Linked DNA regions of Mus musculus: all the other regions are linked to region 5. A link is a contact called in public HiChIP or PLAC-seq and Micro-C data. All regions are on one chromosome and are shown on one strand. The core of a region is the stretch at or near the end of the contact, and the rest is flanking DNA. Distances in the headings are between cores, read along the strand shown.

Region 1 (5,240 bases), core at 2,726-5,225, 350 kb after region 5:
GGAGAGCAGCTTTTTTTTTCTTCTAAGTTTAAAAGAAATAATAAATCATGGAAGAATATGCTTCCAAGTTCCTTAAACTTATTTTTAATCTAAGTATAAAGATATCGAGTTCCAGGTCTCCCTTTTATATTAAACCAAACAGGATAAAAGGAGCCACTTGAAACCAGAGGGGTTAATGTTTACACAGAGGCAGCTTTTCCCAATTGTGTTCGCCTTTAAGGTTTGAACGGTTGAATGACCTTGCTGGAATTCCCCTGTCAGCTGGGAGTACCTACTGAACTTCCAAATCGAAACTACGCTCACATGACACACTAGAACGGTATGCCAAGTGGTATCTGTCCCTGCACCTTGAACCTGGTAGTTACGACTACAGATGAATCAATATGTTTTATACAAAACGAAAAGCTCTTTCTCTCTTAGGTCACTAAACAAAGTATTAAAACAAAGTATTAAATTTCATTATATTTCACATTATGTACTTATAGTACATTCAAATGCACGGCTTCAACCTATCACTAACAGGCCTGTTTTCAAATACAGAATACACCATTCTGAAGTGAGAATTTGAATCCATATCTGAATTCTGTTACTTCAGTGTAATCACCTAAAAACCTAGATAATATGAAGCCTTCATTGTTTTTATTTGAGAACTCCTAAAACATCTATCTTTGTAGAAAAGGCACCGTGAGGTGAGGTGGTCCTGTTCTTTGCACTGTGAGCCAATCATGAGATGAAACTCAACACAAAAGGTGCAGACGACAACCCCCTCGCCACACCCACCGGCTAGCCACACCCACCGGCTAGCCACACCACCGGCTAGCCACACCCACCGGCTAGCCACACCCCCTCTCATTTTCAGAAGTTGAAAACACAGTAAACATTACACGGAACTGTAGCCCAGAAACTTTTCTTTCAAACACTGTTTTGGGGTGGGGGTGGGGGTGGGGGAGTAACATTTCACAGTCCGAGTTTCTACAGAACTTTTTATTAATGTTAGAAACTGAGATGAAAGCACACTCAGCAGACAGCGATACTGAGCTTAAGGATAACTTGTTCTAGAATATCTCAATAGTGGCTGACATCTTCTATTGCAGGGGACATAAGTTTTATAATAGTTTTTAAATTTTGTACATTTTAAAGGGAGGTAGAGAGATAGTTTAACTGCTAAAGAATATTTTTATTTAAATATAGTTATTTTTCAGATTTTACGAGTATTTTGCTTGCATGTATTATGATGGTCTGAATGAAATGGACCCCCACAGACTCATAGGGAGTGGCACCATTAGGTGTTGTGGCTTTGTTTAAGGAAGTGTGTCAGTGCAGTGGGCTTTGATATTTCAAATGCTCAAGCCAGGCCCAGTGTCAGTCTCTTCCTGCTTCCTTAGAATCCAGATGTAGAAATCTCAGCTACTGTCTCAGCGCCATGTCTATCTGCATACCATGGTGACATAGACTAAACCTCTGGACTATATAAGCCAGCCCCCCAATTAAATGCTTTCCTTTGTAAGAGTTGCTGTGTCAAGGTGTCCCCTCACAGCAACAGAAACCCTAAGATATGTATATATGTGCAAACCTGGTGCCTATGCAGCCAAAAACCAGGCATCAGATCCCCAGGAACTAGAGTTGCGAATGATTGTGAGTTCCATGTGGGTCCCGGGAACCAAACCTAGACCGTATGCAAGAGCAGCAAGTACTCTTAAACTATTCCACACCTCTCCAACCCTTTGTTTTGAGGCAGGGTCTCACATGGTCTAGCCTGGGCTTGAACTCCCTCTGTAGGTGGTAATGCCCTTCAGCTCCTAATCCTCTTGCCTCTGCCTCCTGAGAGCCAGGATGAATGACAGCTGTACTTCAGCCCCGAGTGCAGGAGGAGCCAGGAATATGGGTTCCAGGGTCTTATGCTTAGGCAGGTACTCTACCAGCTGAGTCATACCTCCTGTCTTACCATGCGTTTTTTGAAGTACTGGCATATTAAACAGAAATTACTGAATGCTGTTGTTTAGGGGCTAAGCTCCGCTATTGGGATCCAACATGCAAGGCTAAAAATTGAAATGGTGTCATCCATTTCAACCCAGCAAAGTTTGAAACGGAGCCATTTCTCTGACCTGAAGAATCAGGATTTGTGAGCCAAACTTCCCCAAGTAGGTCAGCTATAACCGTAGGATTACAGCTTCCTCTATCGGTCCCTGCGGCTCCCGGGAAGAGGGATCCTGATATAAACAGGAATGTTTCTGATCTTCCATCTCCTGTCCCTTCTTTCAAGGAAATGACCCACCTTCTTCCTTCAAGATTTATTTTATGAATGAGTATTCTATCTGCATGTACCCCTGCATGCCAGAAGAGGGCATCCGATCACGTTATAGATGGTTGTGAGCCACCATGTGAGTACTGGGAATTGAACTCTGGACCTCGGGAAAAGCAGATAATCCCCTTAACTGCTGAGCTATTTCTCTATCCCCTGCTACTTTCTTTTCTTTCCCTTGAGACAGGGTTTCTCTGTGCAGCCCTGGCTGTCTTGGAACTCTGCAGGCCAGGCTGGCCTTGAACTCAGAAATTTGCCTGCCTCTGCCTCCTAAGTGCTGGGATTAAATGTGTGCTCCACCACTGCCCGGCTAACTTGTCAATTCTTTCTTCCAGTCCTTTTCTGTCTCTAAAACTTGTGCTCAGATCCTCAGAATATGTGTTCTATGTCATGGAATGAAGTGTCCAGACTCTTAACTGTGACTGTGCTTTGTCAGGCATGACATCGCACTAACTGCTGGCTGTCTTGACGACCAGCTGTCTTTCTTGCTCAGGTTCTCAGTGGTCCTACTGCCTCCAGTTTACTGACGAACAATGGATGGGGTACTAACTCCACAAGCACAGGCAACTCTGATCTTTCAAATAAAGGTAAGATTAACAAAGGAATAATTGGGACAGAGAAGAAAAAAAATAGGTAATCAAATCATCTTCTCTCCAAGGTTTTTTATCTCTATGTCTACTCACCTATTCTCAGCTTCTTGGTTAAAAATAAAATAAAATTTGAAATTCAAAATGTGTAATTGTTTCCTAAAATCCTTGCAGTCTTCAGCGGTAGACATATTTTATGTCAGTGAGCTGGCCAATGGCTGGTAACCTTAGGAAACCCAATGGGAGCCCAGCACCACCAAGACTGAGGGGCAGCATCAGATGCTGGGTGGACACGGGGACCTAAGAGTTAAATAAAGCAACATGGCAGTTAATCAGCTGGGTAATGAAGCGCTCACAAAAGCCCAAAGGAGCATCTGGCAGCTCAGCCACGGCCATTCCTGGAGAGCAGAGCCCTCACCCATCTCACGTGCCCTGCTCTGTCCCTCTCCATCGTTTCCTGCTAATTCCCTTTACGGTCAGCCATCCATAGGTAAGTTCCTGGTTCTGTGTGAACCCTAGCAAACCTAATGGATCCGAGGAGGGATCTGTGGCAATGACAAGCTGCAGCTGCTCGGCTGAGCAATCTGGAGCTGGCAGCTGTATCTGAAATATATGATGCTGGTCTCTATGAGCTGAGACCGCAGACACTTTCACACGGATGTAAAAAGCATTTTATTTCCCCTGATACGTGTCCTTTTCCAGGGCCAGCCCAGCTATGCTCACCTGAGTCATACCCAATTTATAGTGTAACACACATCTGAAGGGCTCACTTTCTTGTAGGACTGCATATTTGGATGCCATAGAGCTCCACAGGCAGCCAGGCACCTGACATGTAGCTGAGTGTACACTTCCCAGCACGGCTGGAAATGTAAAATACATAGTTTCTTCCTTGTGGGGAGAAGGGAAAAGAAGAAAGTATGTCTAACTTCCCGTCTTTTCAGAAGCTTTAAGTGACTGTTTCTATCAAGCCTGACTTGGAAGTGCTGAGATAATGTGGGATTTTTGGATGCCTGGATAGTGCTGAGTATGCAGTACCAAGAATAGACACCAGAGGGAGGAAGAAGCCCTTACAAGTTCCTGGAAAAGTGTTCCAATTATGGAATTACATAAACCCACAGTCCAGAGACCACGCACCCATAAAAGACTTGAGAGGTTCAACTATCTCGGCTGATGGGTGAATATCCACTCTGTATGAATCTAGTCCGTAAATGACTGGGAGAAGAGGCTGCAGGTCTATTCTCTTGGTACGTCTAACAGGAAACAAATACGAGGAACTGTCACAGGAAGCACAGAAATGAAACCTACCCAGACATGGCAGCTCCCTTGTGTAAACTCAACAAGTGGGCAAGCTCAGGCAGGACTGCCATAAGCACGAAGCCAGCCTGGTCTACAGAGTAAGACTTTGTGCAAACCAAAACTAACAACGAAACAAACAATCCGGGTATACACCAAAGCTGAAGAATTCAGAGAAAGAACAGAAAGAAATTGTATTAAAGAAACTGAAGGCACTGTAAGACACAACACAAATAGCCAGTGAAATCACAGAAGTAATACAGGAACAAGAGAATACCAACAGGGTGTCAGAAATCACATAAAAGAACCAAAGGAAAAAAATACACAACTGGAGAACTCAGTAACTGAGCTGAAAAACTCAATGGGTTTTCAACATTACATTTGATCAAATAACTCAGTAAACTCGAAGACAGACGATTTAAGATCATGAAGTAGAAGGGACAGAAGGAAACGTGACAGTCGAGGGCCTGAGACACTGTTAAGATGGCCAACACACACAGAGTTACAGTGTAAGAGAGGGACAGTGTAAGGTGGCAGACATCGCTCACGTCCCCAGTCCTGCTGACTGAGTGAAGGGAAGCAGGCCTCTACATCCTCATTACCTCTCTATTTACCGCGTATGAAGAGGTATGTATGTGCTATGATACACATGTGACAATATTACAGAACAACTCTCCTCCACCTAGGTTCTGGGGACTGATTGCGTTATAAGGCTTTGCAGCCAGAACCTTTACCCACTGAGCTATCTCGCCGCCCCTGCATATCTAAATTTAATGAGGTCAAAGTGTTCTGACTAATGAGCCCAAAGAAGTCCACAGAAAGAAATATAACTGAACTGTCAAAAGTCAAAGAAAAACTTGTGTCAAGAGAAAATCAATCTGTCACATACACAAGAGCTCCTAAACATGGTCAGTGGATTTCCCTGCAGAAGCTTTATAGACCAGAGGCACCGGAAAGATGAACCCAAAAGCGCTATAGCAAGCAGAACCTTCCTAGATAAAGCCTACACACGGTGGGGGAAGGGAGGCTAAGGGGTTATACAGTAGGCTAACCTAGAC
Region 2 (4,896 bases), core at 392-2,891, 310 kb after region 5:
TATGTGACTGTCTCCCAGCAAGCTGTGAATCTTTGGGACATAATCCTTTTTGCCTCTTCCTTTCCTGTTTCTATCTATCCTCCTTTTCTTTCTATTCCTTTTTCTTAAAATGCGCCCTGTAACAGCTGGCAGTCTCCTACACAGCACACAATACAATAGACAAAGGAAAAGGAGCAGCTGCTGTCCACTCGGGCTCAGTGTGCGCTCTGCACTGTGCGTGGTCTCCATCTGACCGAACCCTCGCTTGCCTCCACGATCATGCCTACTATATCCATATGCATCAGAGAAATTTAGAGTTGTTCAACAATTTACACGAGACACATAGCAAATAGCAAAAGCATCAGGACCCACCTCTCATCTGTCTGACTCCAGAGACCAGATTGTCAACCATGTTGACAAGTGGGGAGATTTAGAAGAAGTCAAAGCTCTTGGGCAAAACCACTCCCTCACAAAGCACAGCCCAGGATAGCTACCTAACGCCTCGAGCGCTAGATGCCTCTGGGATTGTCACATCATCGCTTGGAGCAACTTTTACTTGGTTGAATGAGAGGATGTGCTCTTCTGTTACTGAGCACAAGGTCCTCCTGCAGAGCTCGCGGCCTCTGCAGCCCAGGACGTGAGAAGAGGCGCCTCACAATACATCTACAGCAATGAGGAGGTAACACACGTTCAAAGAACAACAACACTGAAAAGCAAATAACCTCTCAGATTCTGGGTGTACTTCTTCCGATTTTCCCTACGTGAAAAATTAAATCTAATAGCAGTGCTATACTTGAAAACCCCTCCTGTGTCTCGTGACTCCAACAACACTTTTCATACAGCCGCAGGCATGCCCTGTCATTTCTAAATGCAGCATGGGTTGTACAGTTGGCAACCCATTCTTCTCCTCTGACGTGGCTACACTATACGAGGCCTCTTTGAAGACTGGATTAGTGAACTCTGAACCTTTGCTCCTGGACAGACAAAGGGTGAGGCTTCTATGAGCCTCTGGTCACATGTTCAGGTTTCCTATTCATGGCTCCAAACCTTGTTTTACCTATATTTCTGCTTATACACCATAAAATTAAAATTAAACATGTACATTTATATTGTTAATCAATTAACATTAAATCCATGGTTCAATGACTCATAGTGCTTACTTATCATTTTATAGTTTCCTGAAAATAGATATTTTATGAGGCACTATAGTTTTGGTCTGCGCAGTGGGAAAATTAGTAAAGCCATTGTGTCTGACATGGACACCAGAGTGTTTCAATTTCTTTTAGGCCCGCCTAAGCTCCAAGGAAATGTTTTGTATCTGATCGGTGATTGTTTTCTGAGACTTATGGAACTGTATTTCAGAAGGGGCTCTATGGCCTTCATGTAACTTCAGTTACAGGACATCCTGGCAAACCTGGAATTCTTGCACAATTGAGCACTACACAATACTGCACACATGTTGCACCATGATGACAGAAGTGTGGGGGCCATGTGTTTTTTAACATAGCACAAACATCAGATCAGTGGCTCTGGTATGAGAAACTTGATTTATTCTAAAAATAACATTTGCGTAACGATCAATAAATACCCTTCTGCAAAGCTGCTCAGGGTTCATTCCATCTGAGACTGTTCCCCCGCTGACGTAAAAGCCTCCTGACAACCTCAAGTGTCTCTCTTTCTTTGGTCGTCCCTTGCAACTCTGTTTACCAACAGGTCTGGGGTGCTACCCTATAAAGCCCTGATGTTGAGATGTTGGCTATCTGAGAGGTTTAGGTCATTAGCATTGTACACTGGGAGGAGGTGAGCAGCTTGCTCCCCCCACACACCCCAGCCTTGGTGGCCTGCCACCACATGGGCCTGAGAGCTGACAAACTCAGGCTGGAATGTGATTAACCAAGTATGGTATTGTAAGGTGAGGCCTTTAGGGATGATTGACACATCTCGTGTGACACTGGGTCATTCTCACAGAAGGGTATGTGTTCTGATTCATAAGTAATTGTACCAGGAAGGCATGTGCCCACAGCAGGGAGCCTAAATAAGAATGCAGAGCTTCCCTCTGTCCCGCATTGGCTCAGAGTGTGTCACACACTCAGACGTTTGCTATGATGTGCTTATCTGTGAACACAATCATAAGAGTACCAGGAGAATTGATTTGGCCTAAGAATAAACTGTACTTGACAAGTAAATTTATAAACAGAGTATTTGTGAAGGGGGAGTCACTGTATTTTCCAATTATTGGGCAATTAAGCTGTTTTGTTTTTCTTTCTTTTTTAGAATGGTGTCGTGATCAATGTTTATAAAAGTCCTTCTGGGAGCTGCATTCCCCTTGGGAGCAAGTGGGAGACAAGCTTTAATGACGCCTACTTAACTGTGCTAGTTCTTGGAGCAGCCCATAATAGTTCTTCCAGATCCATATGTATTTTTCGGATTTCTGTAACTGTAACACATGTTTGAGATAATGAATTTATAAAGAGACAAGGTTCATTCTGGCTCAAAGGTTCAGTCCATGATCAATTAGCCATTGCTTTGGGGCCTGTGGTGAGTGAGACCACCACAGCTGGAGTGTGTGGTAAAACAAGCACCTCAGCTCGCCTCATGAGAAAGGACCAGACTGCCTCTATAATCCCAAGGAAATGCTTTCAAATGTCCTAAACCTGTCACCTAGCCCCACATTTTACAAGCGCCACCTCCTCCAATAGCACCAAGCCTTTTTAACACATGGGTCTTTGAGAGGAGTGGCATCCCAAATCCAGACTTCAGTGTTTTGCTACTGATTGGCAGCATCAGCATCAGCATCACTTGGGGGCCACTTAGGCAGCTGCCAAACCAAGTATCCAGAATCTGGCTTTAAACAAAATCCCCATCAATTCCTATGCACATTAAAAATCTGAGCTTTGCTGTAAACCAAGGATTCTGACTTCAGCATGCACCAGTCTCCACTAGCCAACTTGTTAAACACAGATTCCGGGACCTGCTGCCAGCATTTCTGATGGCAGAAGTGGAGTAGGCCTGGAATTTGCATTTCTGACAAGCTCCTCAGTGACGCTGAGGATATTAGACTCTGGGAGACACTTGTGAAGCACTGCTTTGGCTGGTTCATGGTAAGACTCCGGCAGAACCAATGCCGTAAAGGGGCTAACGCACACTTGTGGGAGAAAGAGCAGGGCAAGTGGCTTATAACTGTCAAAGAAATCGTCTCACTGTGGAGCTAGGCCAAGCTGACTGGATTGAGTAGATCTGTCTCCAGCAGGCACAGGTAAATATGGAGGGGTCAACTGAGAAACAGAAGAGAACAAAGTGTGTTTATTTCTTCTTACCTGGGCATATGCTGGGAGAGAAACTATCACATAGTAACTGAAAAGCTTACTACTATTTGTTTCATCAATGGTATTTTACAATTATATACAGGAAGATAATCTGAGGGATTTTCTAGGAAAAGTACTTTCTTTTCTTTAGCCTTTTCAATGTTTTCCTGGTCTCTGACAAATCCCTGGCTAATGCTACTCGAGGAAAAAAACCAGAAACTTCTTAGAAGCTCACACAGAATCCAGCCCAGAACACGGTTTACTCAAATGCGTGACCCCTCGGCATAGTAGAATTTCTGGGGATAGGCTATTTTAGGGTAACTCACCATTATAAATCCATATTACTTAACATTATAAATCCATATTACTCATGAGCCTGAGAAGGCTTTGATGCAAAGTAGCCTCCCGCAAAGATGCTGCTTTGGAGTGGTCTCAGGTCTCTCCTGTGACCTGCTTAGCTCTGCAGTGACACCGAGGTTCTCCTGTCATCTCCCTCACTTCCTTTCCTGTTTTTATTTTGTGTGGATGGTGTGCGTGCGTGCGTGCGTGCGTGCGTGTATACATGTTGGCATGCAGATGGATACACATATGCGTGGAAGTGGAAACCAGAAGATGACCATAGGTACCCTCCTCAGTCAGCTCATCCCACCTTAGATATTAAATCAGGTAGTTCCTTGGCTGGCCAGGAACTCACAAGAGATCTGCTTACCTCTACTTCCCAAGTGCTGGAATTAAGGGTGTTGTCAGTGCACTTGGCTGAGGCAGGATCTTAATATTCAATCCAGAGCCCATAGCTTCAGGTAGTCTAGCTAGTCAGCTTGCCAGGGATCTCCTGTCTCCACGTCCCAAACACTGGGATTAGAGGTGTCTTGTGGGTGCTGTGGATTTGAACTTTGGTCCTTATGTCTGTGTGGCACTGAATCTTATCACTAGCCTAACTAGACTACAGCTTATCTCCCCACTGAGTAACTTATCTGAATATGCATTGCATTCCCAGAAAAAGAAAAAGAGCCCCTAGGCTTTTCTGTCCTGCTTCTTTATGGTCTGTCATGCCAGCTGCAGCTGTTGGTACAATGGGCTCCAAACAGACTAGAAGGGAGCTGGTTACTCTGCCATTGTTAGCATATGGAGCCTAAGCTGACCACTCCATGCTTGCTTGGCTCACTTGCCTTTAAAGCTTGCACAGTTCCCAGCTCCCTGATCATCAGCAGTTCTAAGTATATCAACAGAATAAGAACCCGATGGTGACTTCCGGAGAGGCCCAGCGAGCAGCTGGCACTGGCCCCTTCTTTTCAGCACTGTTGGCGTTCTTGATAGCACCAGCTGGTCCAGAGCATTTAGAACCTCAGTGGATGCTCTTTGCTTTGCTTTCAAAATCATCCCATGGACTTTGAAATAGTTAGCAGGAACGAAACATACTGAAACCTTTTATCAATGGTGTAAGATTCAGTGGAAAGAAATCTTACATAGGCTGGGGATGTGGTTCAGTGACAAGAATTTGTCTAGCACACACAAGGCCTTTGGTTTAATACTAAGCAACACACACACACACACACACACACACACACACACACACACACACCCCTTATTGCCCCGGACCCAAGAACTCATC
Region 3 (4,787 bases), core at 222-2,721, 370 kb after region 5:
TAGGTTACCACATGCATCAGTCCACTGTGCATAGCAGCTACACCATATGGGCACTTAGACATGCGGTCTAGGGGACATGACTCTGAACATGGTTAAAGTGGCCAAGACTATAGGAAAACAATAATACCTAGAAGATTTCAAAAGTTCAATGACATTTATCATATTTAAATATATTCTAATTCAGTGGCACAGTAACAGCATATAAAATGGGGGTGAGTAGAATCTCAGGGCTGTCCAGGAATTGTGAAAAGATTTAAACGTGAACAAACATAAATTTTTACTGCAAAAAAAGCGGTTTACTTTTGGAGTGTTCAACTGACTTGAAGAAAAGCTCCGATTTAAAATCAAAAGATGCTTACTAGTTTCTTAGGGAAAACACAACCATGCAACATAAATTCATTGTCTACTAACCCCACTCTATCCAATCTAATGACACATTTTGGGAACCTCTCAAGATCTGCCTTTTATTTGATAGCCCGTGCACACAGCCACATTCCTGGGGCTACGCGTAGGTGGTGACTCTTGCTGAGATCTGATTACACAGCACATTATAGCATCTGCACTGTATTTCATTTGATAGCCCAAACTTGGTGGTTACAATACTTGTTTTTTGTGGGGTGCATATGTACACTCTTCATAATATTTAATGGCGCCTTTAACAAAGGAAACACTTTAATCTTCAAGGGTTGGGGGGGGAATTGGGAGCTGCTACAATCGTTCCTTGGGTCTATACACAGCAGGTGGAGCCCGACTACATATTTATAAATTACTGTTTTTATATTCGTTGTAACTCTTATCCATCTTTTAAATAGTTTACCAACATAATAAATCTTTAAGAAAAAGAAAACTTACACTGCTAAAAAGAAAGCATTTATAACACCAGCTACCAGTACGGTGCGACAACCGCGGCTAATTATTCGATAACCTCCCTGGTATCGCACAGTTCTTCCCAGAAAAGTAAAGGCAGCCTCAAGAAGCCAGACAAGCGCCTTATCCTCTCCACCAAGAGATTAGGACCCATTTGTACATTTCACTAACTTTAAAACAAAACGGGTCAGGATTTTCTTCTGCACCCGCGTCATAGGGCAGGGAGGGGGCAAGCAAAGTAACCGGGAGTCGCGTTTGCAGAGGCGGGATGCTGACACCCGGGATGCACTCAGCAGCTGCGCCAGTCGGGCTTCGCACTCTGTCCAAACCCTTTCCAGCAGGTGTCCACCTCTCTCTCCCAAGACCTATAGGAGACCGGGTCGCTGACCCCTACTCCATCCCGGGCTCAGGAGTAGGCAGCGAGCCCAGCTGAGCGCACCGCAGCTGCCCCAAAAGCCATGTCGCCAACTCCCTCTAGCGCCGCTAGGTTCCTAGAAGACTTACTTCTTCAAAGCGCTCGGCCCGAAGCCGAGTCCGCACGCCCGCAAGCCTTCCTCCCACCGCGTTCCTCCTACAGCGCTGGACACCCACCCCAGCGCAACCCCAATGCGCAGGCGCCACCTCTGCCTCCACAGCTTCCGCGTATGACGTCACTTCCGACACACGGCTCAGCAGTGGGCTCCCGTGGTTTTAGCTTGCGGGTCCTGGGCTGAGTGACCCAATTCCTTTATTCTACAGACTCGTCCATGCTGAAATTTACCGCTCCAATCCGAATTAGCGGGGCGTTTGGACAAATCACGAGATTGTCGAGTCCCACGTCTCTGCCGGGTGTCGGCCTCTGAGATTGTGATTGCTGGCTGCAGTGCTGCCCCTTTCACTTCTGAGGGTATTGGTGTTGTGTTACAAGGGCAACCTGTCCCAACCGTGTAAAACACCAGTACCCACAACCTGAAGCTGTTGTGTTACTTGAGGTAATGCATAGAACGTTCCAGCATACTGCAATGAACATTAACAGGTTTTTTGTTTTGTTTTTTTTTCTAATGATGTGATATACTCTCTTGTTTCCGCACTGGAACACATACGTGTATAGCAGACTGGAACTACTTTTGTTCAGTGGTTAGCTGATGATACTGGGTACCTTCTCCTCGATAGACAGACCGACAGACAGACAGGTTGATATCTCAACTTGATTGAAAACATTTGCTGAGTTACCTTGCTAAGGGGGGGGGGGGGGAGGAGAGGCACCAGGACTATAATGACAGACCTCAGGCTGTCCCTGAAAGTAGACATACTCATCAATAAGAAAGTCTCTGTGTGTGTGTGTGTCCACAAACCTCATACTGACCCAGAAAAGCAGGGAGCTGTCTTTGTTTTTAACTGGTTAATAGGAACAAAACTACAGACCTCTGCAGTTCCAGAAGGTTAGCAGGCTATGAATGTACTACCACTGACTAGGCATGGTTTCATTTCCTCTGTGGTGGTTGTACTGGCTAGTTTTGTGTCAACTTGACAAAGCTGGAGTTATCACAGAGAAAGGAGCTTCAGTTGAGGAAATACCTCCATGAGATCCAACTGTAAGGCACTTTCTCAATTAGTGATCAAGGGGGAAAGGCCCCTTGTGGGTGGGGCCATCTCTGGGCTGGTAGTCTTGGGTTCTAAAAGAGAGCAGGCTGAGCAAGCCAGGGGAAGCAAGCCAGTAAAGAACATGGCTTCTGCATCAGCTCCTGCTTCCTGACCTGCTTGAGTTCCAGTCCTGACTTCCTTGGTGATGAACAGCAGTATGGAAGTGTAAGCTGAATAAACCCTTTCCTCCCCAACTTGCTTCTTGGTCATGATGTTTGTGCAGGAATAGAAACCCTGACTAAGACAATGGTTCAAAGAAACATCTCAACTTGTTGTTTAGAAAGATGACAAAGCAAGCTAGTAGTAGTGTTGAAATGTGGGTGATGGGTCAGTTTTGCAAATAACCCAGAATAACACCTCAGCCCAATGACTTTTGTTGTTTTCTGATCAGGTCTCCTGATATAGCTCCAACTGTTCTCCTCCCTGAACCCTCCTAGTGTTAACGGATCTTACAGGCATACTCAACCATGCCTGGTTTAGACCCAATGATATTTGTCATTTTTTGACTATAGGGATTTGCCACAAGGCACAAAGTTAGCCAGTGTGATAGAATTTGAACCTGTTTAATTCCATTTATTTTTCATTTATTCATATAAGATGCACAGAGACACTAGAGAAAGATGGATACAGTGAACACTTGCTTAAGGAAGTTTCCGACCTTGTGAGGGAAGCAGCCCTTGATGGAAAGGTAGTTCAATGTTAGCATAATCACAGGGACATCAGGTTCCATCATTCAACCAATGACACTTCTCTTTGCTCTCCAGAAACCATAGCTTGAGTTTTAGAAATACAAGCTGATAATATTTTCATCAAAATCTAAATAATTAAAAACTAGACTTTCAAAAATGTCAAGCCATCAAGATTTACACAGATCTCATAGTCAGCTACAAGAGACCCAGAGATTATGAACCATGGCTTTTGTGTTTTGTGCTCTCAGGTTCTTTATTTATCTCTTAAACTTTTTCTTCTTAGCTACTCATTTATCTAGTTACCTTAGCTTCTAGGAACAACAGGGCTGATTGACAATAATCTTTATGAGCAGGTAACCTAGAGGGACAGATCACCCTCCATGTCTACAATGAGCACAATTATCTATGGTGACAAGGTTGTACCCCAGGGCAGGAACACTCATGGGAACTAGATTGTCCCACTTGAGTGATAACAGTGACAGCTTTCTACAACCTTATTGCAGAACCAGAACTGACATAACCAAGCACTGGCACAACTAAGATCAACCGTTCTGTCTGCTATTCACAAACAAGTTTCTTTCTTCATATCTCTTTTGCATAAAGTTGCAGTGTTCCTGTTAGGCCCCTGGGGACAGACTTGCAGTCACCGAACCTGCTTATCAGTTCTTCCCAGCATGCCACACGGATTAACATGCTTTCTGTGATCTTTCAGTCTGCTCATTGCTTTGGATGGCATATTAGAATAGGTGGCCAGTTCTAATGTTGGGACTCTAAGCCAGGTTTTGTTTTTTTTTTTTTTTTTTGTTTTGCTTTTTTTTTCCTAAAAGCCCTGGGAACAGTGTCTCTTATCATTGTTTACTTTAATGAGGACATTTCATCTTATGGTTCCTAATGTCCCTTTCTATCTGATTGTCATGCTTGAGCAAAGAAGAAAGCAACAACTTATTTTCGTTTTTAAAAATAAAATAAAAAGTTAAAACAAAACTCAGAGAATTCTCTTTTCATATGCACAGAACCAAGCAAGACTCACCACCTGCCAGGCACTGGTGGCACATGCCTTTAATCCCAGCACTGGGGAGGCAGAGGCAGGCGGATTTCTGAGTTCTCCGAGGCCAGCCTGGTCTACGGAGTGAGTTCCAGGACAGCCAGGGCTATACAGAGAAACCCTGTCTCAAAAAAACAAAACAACAACAACAACAAAAAAGACTCACCGCCTGTCTTCTATGATAGTTGATTTTCTTTGTCAACTTGATTAAGTCACAGAACCTACTTATTTGATGAAACATTTTAGGTATTTCTTAAAATAATTTCGTAACGACATTTCCATCTGTTGATATTTTAAAATTTATTTTTATGCGTGGGTGTTTTGCCTGCATGTATGCCCATGTACCATGTACAAGCCTGATGCCTCAAGAGGTCAGAAGAAGGTCTCAGAGCCTTTGAGACTGGAATTACAGATAGTTGAGAACTTCCGTGTAGGTGTTGGGAATCGAACCCTAGTCCTCTGGAAGAGCAGCTGGTGCTCTTAACTGATGAGCCATCTCTCTCTGTCTCCAATTAGTTGGTTTTGAATAAAACATACAAAATTCCATAGTATGAGTGGGCCTT
Region 4 (5,035 bases), core at 1,486-3,985, 470 kb after region 5:
AAAAAAAAAAAAAAAAAAGATATAGTAAACCCTTTCTACCCCAAGTTTCTTCTGGCCAGTGTTTTATTAGAGTAGGAGAAAGCCAACTAGGGAAGGGACTAATACTGAGCATGAGCAGTGAGCGAGGTACAGGGGCAAGTGGCACGGGGAGGGGCACTGCCTCTGAGTCTAAAGAGGCTGTTCTTTAGACCCTGGAGCAGATGATGAGCCGGATGTGCTAATGGCCTTGCTGCACAGATTCCCTCCTTCCCTCCTCGTAGGCACCTCCCAGTTCAGCCGCACTGCATTTGGAAACTGTTGCCCCCTGCCATAGCCGTGATTGCTTTGATACAACTAGAAGACAGATTGCTGAGTGCTTATTTATAACCGTGATGCATGGTTGCTTGGTTTGGTTAAGTAACCAAAACCTGTTTTGTAAAGACGCGGTTTGTAAGTGTCTAGAGGGTTGCTGTGCAAAGACAGCTTACATTAATAATAGACAAACAGGCACAGGGTGACAGAAACTAAATATCCAGCCATTCACATTTGAACCTAAAGGTTCTAACCGTAGCATTAAACCACGTAGGCAAGTCACGGCCACTCTGAAGAATGATCTTTGATTATTGAGTGTCTGGCATCTTAGGTCTTTGGATCATGTACAGCTTGGCTATGAACAGTCCCATTACACTAAAAAACCCTGCATCAGTATGCTTCCTAATTAGTGTGATCATCTATACTAAAAGCAAATTGGGTTACTTGTATATATGATATGGCTGGCACTAAGAGGGAGTTTATAGGTTGAAGGAGAAAGATGGATTAGAACAGATGTTTATGGAGAGTGAGTCAGCTGTTAAGACCTGGGTTCAATTCCCAGCATGGATGTGACAGCTCACAACTGTCTGTAACTATAAGATCTGACACTCTTACAAACATACATGTAGGCAAAACACCAATGCACATAAAATAAAAATAAATTAATTTTAAAAATTGGTTGGTTGGGCTAGAGCAATGAATGGCTCAGTGGTTAAGAGCACTGGCTGCTCTTCCAGAGGACCCCGGTTCAATTCCCAGCGCTTGAATGGCGGCTAACAACCAGCTGTATGTAACTCTAGTCCCACGGAATCTGATGCACTCCTCGGCCCTGGAGGGCGCTGCTTACAGGTGGTGCACAAAAATACATGCAAGTGAAACACCCATACACACAAGATAATAAAATGTAGAAAAATGGTTTGATAAATCTCAATTCTGTGGTGTAGGTTCCTTTGGTTTTCCTTTGCTGAAGTCATTCTGAGGTGGACATACAGCAGGGCTGCAGGGACGCTGAGCCAGCCGTGAGCTGCTTTGGGACTTAAGTGGGTGGGCACCTGGGAGATAGGTGAAGCATGGCACCTTGTGTTTACCTCAGTTCAATGTTAGGTTAACGGGGAGCCAGAATTTGTCACTTAGATGGGACAGTTGTTGAAATCAGCCGTTGCCATCTGAGTTTACCTCAATCCCTGACACATGAAGATTTCACAGAGTCAGACATATGCAAATTAGATTTCCCTTCCTAAGCCAAGGTTAAATAAAAGGGAAAATTATGAAAGGGTGCTTATGGCAGCAAAGAGTTTTGAGGACTTGAGGATGAATTTCGTTTAAAACCAGGATAGAGCTCATTGCCAAACAGGAAGGGGATAAAGGGAAGGGAAAGGAGATCTGGGGAAAGCACGGTCCAGCCCAGCATTTGTGCTGAGAGGCTCTGTTGCGGACCCTCTGCGATTACAGGCATTTTCCTGGGCCCGGTGTAGCATTTGGCAAGGAAGCAGAGGGAAGGCGTTCCTCCTTTCGGTGTTTTAGACTGGGCACTGGCCCGCGTGGTAGGGGAAGCACTGCTCCCGTAAACGAAAGATTCATTTTTCTCTTCTCTGGTTCAGTCTGGGATGGAAGACCCATTTGAAACAAGTTGTGGCCAGCAGGGCGGTCTAACAAGCAGACTGGGGGAGGTGGGAGAGGGACCTGCAGCCTAGGCAGCCACACCCATTGGCTAGGCTGGGCCACATGTCAGTCTGTGTACCCATGTCCGACCGTGTCAACTCCACACATGTAATCCATGCATAAATTTACTACGCCATTCCAGCCCACCATACCGCCACACACGCAGTTCAACTGATGCAGTTAATCACGCTAGGGCGTCCACACTCACAACACACACACACACACACACACACACACACACACACACACACACACTCACACACGACTATACGACTGGCGTGTAATGTCTATGGCCACACAGACACTGCAAGCCACTCAGTGCATCCCCACACCCTACACGTATCAAGACAGAAACCTAACAGATTCTCCCACCCTGACTGCCCAAAGCCCCGCACCCAGGACTAGTTCCGGGAGGCTGGCACAGGGAAGAACCCGCGAGGTCATCGCCCGCTGCCATCCGGCGGCTCCAGGACAGCCCGGGCGAGTGTGTGCCCAGCAGGACGCCACGGCGCGACGGGGAGGGAGTGCTAAGGACCAGGCTAGACCCTGTGCCTAAAGGCTGCGGGAGAAGGCCGGACTGTAGCCGGAGGTACGCCCTCCCAACCCGAGGGCGTAGGGGATGTGTGCTGACTGTCCTATGGGCATGTGGGACCCGCTGGCCGGGGGCAGAGGCGACGCGCGCAACGCCACCGCGAGGGGATGGGCTCGCAGAGGGGCGCGGCGGTCTAAGTGTGCGCGTGCGCGTGCAGGCGTGGCGGCCCGAGTGGGGAGGAGGGAGCAGGGAGGACGACAGAGAGAGACGGGAGGAGGGAGCAAAGAGGAGGGAGGAGAGGAGAGGAGAAAGAAGGGAGGAGGGAGCAGGGCGCAGAAGGGAGCAGGGCGCGGGGAGGCAGCAGGCCTGGCCGGGTCGCTGCTCCCTCCCCGGGCGGCTCCTCGGCAGCGGGTGTTCGCCGCGCCTCCAGCCCGCAACCCACCCTCGCCCTGCCCGGCCCGCGCCTCTGCCCTGTCCTAGGCTCCCGGCCCGGCTCTTCAACCGGAGAGATGAGTGCGGCCACGGCGCCCGAGCGCGGCTGGAAGAGCGAGAAAGTGGACGAGGCGCAGGCCCTGGCGCGGAGCTGCGCCGCCCGCAGACCCGACTTCCAGCCGTGCGACGGGCTGTCCATCTGTGCCACGCACAGCCACGGCAAGTGCTTCAAGCTGCACTGGTGCTGTCACCTGGGATGGTGTCACTGTAAGTGGAGCCGCGTCGGCCTGCTGTCGCCCGCCTGCGGCCGGGTGCTACCCGGACGACGGGAGGAAATCCCGGGGGAACCTAGCTGTAGTCACAAAAGGGAACCTTCCTACCCACAGGAGCCTGGGGCTGGCTTTCTTTGCCGTTCTTTTAGATACTTGCTCAGAGCCGCCAGAGCGGACGCGCGCCAGCAGGGTAGCCCTTTCAGCGGTGGGGGGTGGGCACGGACATACCCCTTTCACTTTCTTGCCTGTTCTTTCTGGCTGCTGTTGAACAGAAAGAACCCTAGGTCCTAGCGATTCCCATTTATTTAATGTATCCAGATCGAGAAAGAACCAAAGTATGAAGAATGGCTTCTAAGAAGTTAAAAGGAACAGTTTGAAGAGCAAACTCCTTCGACACCCAGTTACAGCGTTTGAGCCAAGCCAGGACTAGTCTAGTCCTAGGCCAGTTGTATTTATCCTGAGAGTTTTAAATAGATTAAACTTAAGTAGCCATTTAATCAGCATTCCACAATTTGATTACTTCATGGCATTTAGCTTAATCCGACTGCTGAATCATTTCTTTTTAGAAACATTCTGAAGTCGGTTTCCATATAATCTTAGATTTGGAGGGCTTTGCCGTGCTTAAGACACATTTTCCAAGTGATCTTCAATCAAACTTTTCCCCCCTGTTATTTAGGAGGATATGGTTTACAAGGAGAGCTACAATATGTAACAAATCTTTATTTGCTTTTAATTGAGAATATTTGAATGTCTTAGTTGAGTTTATAAATTAAAGGATAGAAAATCCTTGCTTTTCCTTATAAATTCAAGGTACCTGGAGAGCGAATATTGATTTTGTTGTTCCTCTGCTGATGAGGACAAACAGGATGTTCTTGCTTCTCGCTGAAAGTGTGGCTTCAGAGTAGGAAATATGAGAGCTAAAGTGTACCTGTTGGATGAATTTAATGGCAGTCTACCTCCTGCAGAAGTCCTGTTCTTACTGTGGGATGCGGATGCGGAGGAGTTAAGATGGCCCCAGTCATTGCCTTTCTTACTTCCCTCTCCAGGTAGAGTTGACTTCTGGGAAGCTTGCGTCTAGTCAGACAGATTGTTCCTCATTAATGAACCTTGATTCTCACAATGTCTTCCTTACAAGGAGATGAAAACGAACTTACCACATTCCTTCATCTGTTCTTACCTTATGAAGTCGAGTGTGTTTTCGGGTGGGTACATGGGTGTGTGCACTCGCATATGAGCCATGACTCACGTGCGGAGGTCAGAGGACAACTTTGTGTAATTTGGGGAACCTATCTTAGGTCATCAGGCTCATGGGGCAAATGCCTTCAACTCACGAAAACGTATTGTTATGTCTCTTCCTACTGTATCTTATACAACAGTCTAATGTTTCAGCCAAATTATGGCTGCCTCAACTCTTTGGATATGCATATTTAAATATACTAAGAATTTCTTGCATATGGGCCATTCTTTCTCTGAATCCCTGGCTATTCTTGAGGGAAGTAGGTTTTCCAAAACAGGTTTGAACTTGGCATGCATTGAGTGGCTGAGGAGAGATGTCCACCATTTTTCCACTGAGACTGTTGTTTTGTCCTGCTTCTGAGCTGCCATTGCCTTCTGTCCTTCCGCTTACAGGATAGCACCCGTGTACCTAACTATCTGGGTGGTTTTGTTCTGAACACATGTGCTGGGGGTAGGTGAGAAGCCCCTGAGTTCTGGGCTGGTCAGTGTGGAGCAAGACACCGCCTCTCATCTTTGAGGTGCTGCTCTGCCCTAGCCCTTCCTATACTTCATCACACCAGGCTAGCTGCTGCCCCCTCAAGCTGAGCTTGCTGTCTGCTAAAGCCACTAA
Region 5 (4,907 bases), core at 138-2,637:
CAACCCGTGGTAATTCCTTGTCTTCTGTAGCCTGTAACTATGACTTACTGTGAATGGGCAAACATAGCCTTACAAAGATGACGGCCTAATTAGCAGCCTCCGTGTAAATAATCTGAAGGCGGCTTCCAGTCTGCCGTGAGTTGTGCAGCACTCACAAGTTGTTTTCACTGGCGAGCTTCTTCCACATTTTACTCAGGAAGCATCTATCCCTGGTTTATCTGTCAGTCTGGGCAACACTATCAAAGCCCTATTCCCAGTTCTAGAAGCAGTAAAGTCCAGAGAGGAAAATGTGTGGATAGTTGATGAAAGCTAGAATTGAGATGTCAGTAAATATCTAGATGAGAAAGAATCATCCATCACTTCCTTATCAAGACAAGTAATTAAGGACCGCTCCCCCTGTCCTGTCCACCCAGCTTTTAAGTTTCCCTGGGTAAAGAAATGGAAGCAGAGTGCAGTGTGTCACACATTACTCAGCTAGCCTTTTATGTCACCCTCACAAGGGGTGGTTGTTTTATTTTCTCTAGGGATAAAAGTTAGGCTCAGGGATGTTGGCACACTTTGGGGCATACTGCTGGATCTGAGTATAGAGGAGACAGACCCTATGGCCCATGGTGACTTCTCCACCCAGACATACCTCCCAACACGTAAGCCTTCTAAAAAACCAAGGAACACTTCCCGGATCACACAGAAGTCCAAAGCCATCTCACCTCAAAATCCCTCCGTTCTTTTCTGGAGCCCTTTATTTCTACGATTCCCACGGAGCCATGTGACTTAGATTGCCGCTTGGCAATCTGTCTGGCTCCTTCCCGGGAGAGGGACTAGGACCCTGCCTCTTCCGTCCTCCGCGTGGAAGGACAACTTTCTTCTCCAGTTCCTTCCCTCTCCAGTTCCTTCCAGAGTTCAGGGAACGCCTACCAAGCCTGGGACTGAAACCCGCCCCTCAGCCTGTGCATCGTCACCTCGGCCATCACCTGGCCTCGGGTCTGGCTCTCCTTTCTTGGTTGGGGAAACCGAGGCTCGGCGCCACGGTAACTTTACTAGAATACACGGTCTGGGGGAGGGGACCCGTGTGTTCCTCCGTCCTTTGACCACATGCGCCCCCTTCTTCCAAGAGCTTGGCTCGCAGCGAGTCTCTAGATCGGTGCGTGGCTCGGGACGCGCGAGGAAAGTTGTCAGCCCTAGCGTGCAGAGCTCTCCTCAAGGTGCACCTCACTCTGGCCCCGCGCCCACGTCGCGTCCACCTTGCACACACCCCGCCCACGTCCGCGCCCCTCACCTCCCGCGCGCCGCCTGGCTCCGCCGCTCCCGGCCCCGTTGGGGCCGCCGCCGCTTCCGCCCGCCGGGCGCGCAGCCTGGGAGCGCCGAGCCCTCGGAGCGCGCGGCGCGGGACGGGCAGGGCGCGCACTCTCGGCGGTGCACACGCCGCTCCAACTCTCAGGCGCGCGGGGTGCGTCCGCCCGCCGCCGCCGCCCCGGCACCGGGAGGCAGAGCAAGCGCTTTGTCCGCACGCCCGCTCGGGACTCTGCCCGGAGGAGGCAGCCGCGCCGAGTCCCCGCCTCCGCCTCTGCCCCCGGGCGGGCCGGGCCGGCCGCGGTGGGGGGAGCCAGGCTGAGGGCGAGGGTGGGGGCGGGGGCGGGCGCAGGAGGAGAGAGGAGGGCAGCGGAGGCGGCGGGAGCGCCGGGTGCCGGGCCGGGGGAGCCGCGGGCTCTCGGGAAGACGCGGATGATGAACAAGCTGTACATTGGGAACCTGAGCCCCGCCGTCACCGCCGACGACCTCCGGCAGCTCTTCGGGGACAGGAAGCTGCCCCTGGCGGGACAGGTCCTACTCAAGTCCGGCTACGCCTTCGTGGACTACCCCGACCAGAACTGGGCCATCCGCGCCATCGAGACCCTCTCGGGTGAGCACTCGGCGCAGCCCACGCCGCGCCTCGCCGGCTCGGGACGGCGGCAGCGGGGAGGCCGAGCCCCATGGGCCGCGCCCGCCGCGACTCCCGAGCCCTCACGCTCACTTTCACGCACCAGCCCCGCGACTCTCGCGGCGGGCTGGCTCCGGGATGGCCGGCTGCCCTGCCCCCACCGCGGGGGCTAACACAGACCCTTGGGCCTCAGAGTCGAGGCGACCCTGTGCCCCTCCGAGGGTCCCCAGGCTCGCTGGCTCCCTAGGAGCGCCCCTGGAGTGCCCAGCTGCTCTCCAGAGCTTCCCCCGCCCCCACCTTTGCAGAGTCCCCCGTTTTTCTTTTTCTAGACCCTTCTAGTACCCCCTTTGCCAGGGACCCCCCCAAATCCAGCATCTCTCCTCCTAGCCAGACCTTCCTTCTTCCCATGCCTCGTGCCAAAGACCTCTCGCCCTCTGTCGTCTCCCAAGCCGCACTCTCCTTTTGAGACCCCCTCTTGTCTTCTGGCCCCCCACTTTCGGCATCTCCTCGACTTCACCTACTGAACCCTTCGAGGTCTTGGGGTTTTTCCCCACCTGGCCCTTGTCGGACCGCACATCTCCCTCGGTCCTTTCCCGAAGCTCAGTTCCCTCTCTCTGGTCTCGGAAGCGCTCCTATTTTTCCCTGAATTTTTTGTCCGATTTTATTGAGAAGAACTCGGGGCTGGGGGCTTTCCGCCTCCCGTCTCCCCGCCTCCTGCTCGGCCAGGAGCACCTTTTTACGAGGTACCCTGTCTCAACTCGGTGGGGGCCCGGGCTGAGAACCGGGAAAGAGGCGACCGGGGGGCCCGCGAGCGCGCTGGAGCCCGGACGGGAGTCGGAGCGCGACACTCGCCCGCGCGCGCGCTCCCAGCTCGCATCCCGCACACGCACGCGGCGGGCCACGCTCCCGGGGGCCTGGGACCCCCGGCCCCGCAAGGGAACCCCCTTCTTTGGGAAACCTGTGCGGCGGGGCAAGCTGGCGAGACCTTTGGGTCACCCCAAAGCAGGCGTCCGCAGAGCCAGGGACTCCTGTGCGTGTCCCCGGGACCGCTGTCAGGGAGGGCAGGGGGCGAGCGCCTGGGAGCCTCCGGGTCCCGGGATGGCGGGATGGGGTGCTGGGGGCCGGAGAGACCGAGGCGCGCCAGCCTTGCAGCTTGAGTTTCAAATGAGCTCATCTTTTCAAATTGGCGCCGCTCTTTATTAAATGTGTTTTTCCGGTAATGCCACCCACAGCTATACCTGGGGTCGGAACCGGGCTTGCGCCCGTCCCTCCTCGCTCGTTACCCGGGGCGTCCACTTTTCATCACAGTTGGCGCTAAGTTCGCCCAGCTGCGGCCGGGTGGAGACCCCTTGAAGGCTCCAGAAGGAGGAGCCCGAGCGCGGAGTAGTGTGCGAGCCCCTCCTTGACCCCCGCGGGTTTGACTCTGGGAGGTTCTGAGTGCTTTAAATTTCTGTTTTAAAGGTAAAGTGGAATTGCATGGGAAAATCATGGAAGTTGACTACTCAGTCTCTAAAAAGCTAAGGTAAATATATTTTGCCTAGTTCTTTTTTTCTTTACCCCTTCTGTGGTTGGGCTTCCATACGCATAACTAAAGAAATACGCTCAGCTTAAAAAAAAGTGCCTATATCGTTTTTAAAGGGGTTTTTGTTGGTTTTGTTATTGGACATTCATAGCTTTAAAAGTTATTATTGTTATTATTATTTACTTTTGTTCTATAAGGTGTTTTCTGTGCTTGCAAACTGGTGCCTAATTAGGGGTCGAGATGGAGAACACTAGGTGGATTCAGTTGGCTGTGACCGATTAAGTTTATCATAAATTGCCTTTCACTCCCCACGGCCATCTCTAACCCCAACACAATAGCAAACTTCCTGTGAGATGTTAAGAGTAAATATTTACTGTTGTCAGCTGAATTGCTTAACTAAACCATGCGATTAATTTTTTTTGCATAGTTTAGTGATGAATTATAAAATAATTCAGTAAATACGGAGGGTTTTTTGGACAGTATTAGAAGTAGCATGTTTGTATTGGATTGAGGGAGAAGCCAGACTTTAGTAACTGAAGCGCTGGGCTTGGATCCTGAGCACTTTGTTGTCACTGTTGCTTTAGAGAAACGTTGGGGGATAAACAATGTCTCGGGGAAGTCGATAGTTAGCTATTGTTAATGAAGGAGTAACGCGCTCTGTGGGGGTTGGGTTTCCCCAGTGATTCTCTACGGAAGAATGAAGGAGAACATCTTTGTCTAAAGCTCCTTGTGTACTTTAAATTGGGAGTCTTTCTTCTTTCTATCCCCACCCACCACGTGTCCTAACTTAGTTTTCTATCCCATTAACCAACGTTTCTTTGCCGTTCTTCATTAAGCATCTGAATTGGGGAGGCAAAGTCTGATTTTTTTTCCACCTCCTTAGTCTGAAGTAGATGCTCAAGTTCTATCAGGATTAAGAACATTTTAAAACAAATTAATTTTATAAATACTTGGATGTGTTGGAGGGTCTTAAAAAACATTGTGTGCCCAGTTCTACGCACATCATAATGTAACAGAATCTGTTTGGAAAATGGTTGTGCCCCATTAGAAAGCTGTTTTAATACTTTTGTTTTTGAAAAGTTAGGAATTCTGATTTTCAGTCTGGGCTGTTATACTGAACAGATTCTCAGGCTGAAAATGTGTAGCTGGTTCTCTGTAAAGTGTCTTATGCTTATATTTTCCTTCAGTGGCATTATTTTTTTAAGTTGGGATGTGTAAGGGGATGTTTTCTGGGATGCTAAATGCATTCTGTAAGTTTAAACCATTCGTCTCTTAACAGTTGAAGATTTGATGAATAATGTTAGGACCACTGAGAATCCTTAAGGCAGTATGCATCTATAAATATTTCATTTTTGTTGGCTGTCTTGCTCTTGTGAATCTGTTTGGAGATTAAAATTAACAAAAGTCACTAATTTTTTAATTGAGGTTATTTGATATCCCATTATTCCACAATGCAGTGTATATCAT

The links. A called contact is a pair of places that touch in the nucleus more often than the background predicts. HiChIP or PLAC-seq counts read pairs in DNA pulled down with a chosen protein or histone mark.
Region 1: an H3K4me3 HiChIP or PLAC-seq map of bone marrow-derived macrophages shows a contact between it and region 5, with 4 times the contacts expected there. The contact joins the enhancer-like site here to the promoter of Igf2bp2 in region 5. A contact is called at or near these places in 4 of 39 promoter capture datasets (the C10 cell line, frontonasal cranial neural crest, hematopoietic stem and progenitor cells and 1 more), 2 of 484 Hi-C or Micro-C datasets (bone marrow-derived macrophages and embryonic stem cells), 2 of 115 datasets of contacts at active chromatin or transcription factors (bone marrow-derived macrophages and embryonic stem cells) and 2 of 9 other capture datasets (adipose tissue and liver).
Region 2: a contact with region 5 is called in an HNF4G HiChIP or PLAC-seq map of pancreatic cancer cells. The contact joins the enhancer-like site here to the promoter of Igf2bp2 in region 5. A contact is called at or near these places in 10 of 39 promoter capture datasets (the 3T3-L1 cell line, 3T3-L1-derived adipocytes, the C10 cell line and 6 more), 1 of 484 Hi-C or Micro-C datasets (bone marrow-derived macrophages), 2 of 115 datasets of contacts at active chromatin or transcription factors (astrocytes and pancreatic cancer cells) and 2 of 9 other capture datasets (liver and macrophages).
Region 3: a contact with region 5 is called in a Micro-C map of embryonic stem cells, with 4 times the contacts expected there. The contact joins the promoter of 1300002E11Rik here to the promoter of Igf2bp2 in region 5. A contact is called at or near these places in 2 of 39 promoter capture datasets (embryonic stem cells and frontonasal cranial neural crest), 2 of 484 Hi-C or Micro-C datasets (both in embryonic stem cells), 5 of 115 datasets of contacts at active chromatin or transcription factors (bone marrow-derived macrophages, embryonic stem cells and extraembryonic endoderm stem cells) and 1 of 9 other capture datasets (macrophages).
Region 4: a Micro-C map of embryonic stem cells shows a contact between it and region 5, with 5 times the contacts expected there. The contact joins the promoter of 2510009E07Rik here to the promoter of Igf2bp2 in region 5. A contact is called at or near these places in 2 of 39 promoter capture datasets (embryonic stem cells and hematopoietic stem and progenitor cells), 3 of 484 Hi-C or Micro-C datasets (all in embryonic stem cells) and 1 of 115 datasets of contacts at active chromatin or transcription factors (embryonic stem cells).

What each region holds. Positions count from the first base shown.
Region 1 is chr16:21,813,871-21,819,110 of GRCm38.p6, reverse strand. No RefSeq gene overlaps it. Among named protein-coding and RNA genes, the nearest start is that of 1300002E11Rik, 22 kb to the right of the region's middle. Within about 2 kb of position 3,975, at least 65 of the 459 cell types and tissues checked have an H3K27ac peak or open chromatin away from gene starts, as enhancers often do. A contact at or near this core is called in adipose tissue, bone marrow-derived macrophages and liver, where this site is marked.
Region 2 is chr16:21,854,381-21,859,276 of GRCm38.p6, reverse strand. It overlaps a transcript of Map3k13 not described here. Among named protein-coding and RNA genes, the nearest start is that of Gm26744, 11 kb to the right of the region's middle. Within about 2 kb of position 1,641, at least 33 of the 459 cell types and tissues checked have an H3K27ac peak or open chromatin away from gene starts, as enhancers often do. A contact at or near this core is called in pancreatic cancer cells, where this site is marked.
Region 3 is chr16:21,791,031-21,795,817 of GRCm38.p6, reverse strand. It overlaps 1300002E11Rik (RIKEN cDNA 1300002E11 gene), which reads right to left and starts at 1,471. Exons shown (of 3, transcript NR_037958.1): 1 at 1,372-1,471.
Region 4 is chr16:21,692,365-21,697,399 of GRCm38.p6, reverse strand. 2510009E07Rik (RIKEN cDNA 2510009E07 gene) reads left to right here and starts at 2,735. Exons shown (of 2, transcript NM_001001881.2): 1 at 2,735-3,184. The coding sequence starts at 2,995.
Region 5 is chr16:22,159,779-22,164,685 of GRCm38.p6, reverse strand. It overlaps Igf2bp2 (insulin-like growth factor 2 mRNA binding protein 2), which reads left to right and starts at 1,387. Exons shown (of 16, transcript NM_183029.2): 1 at 1,387-1,900; 2 at 3,380-3,440. The coding sequence starts at 1,723.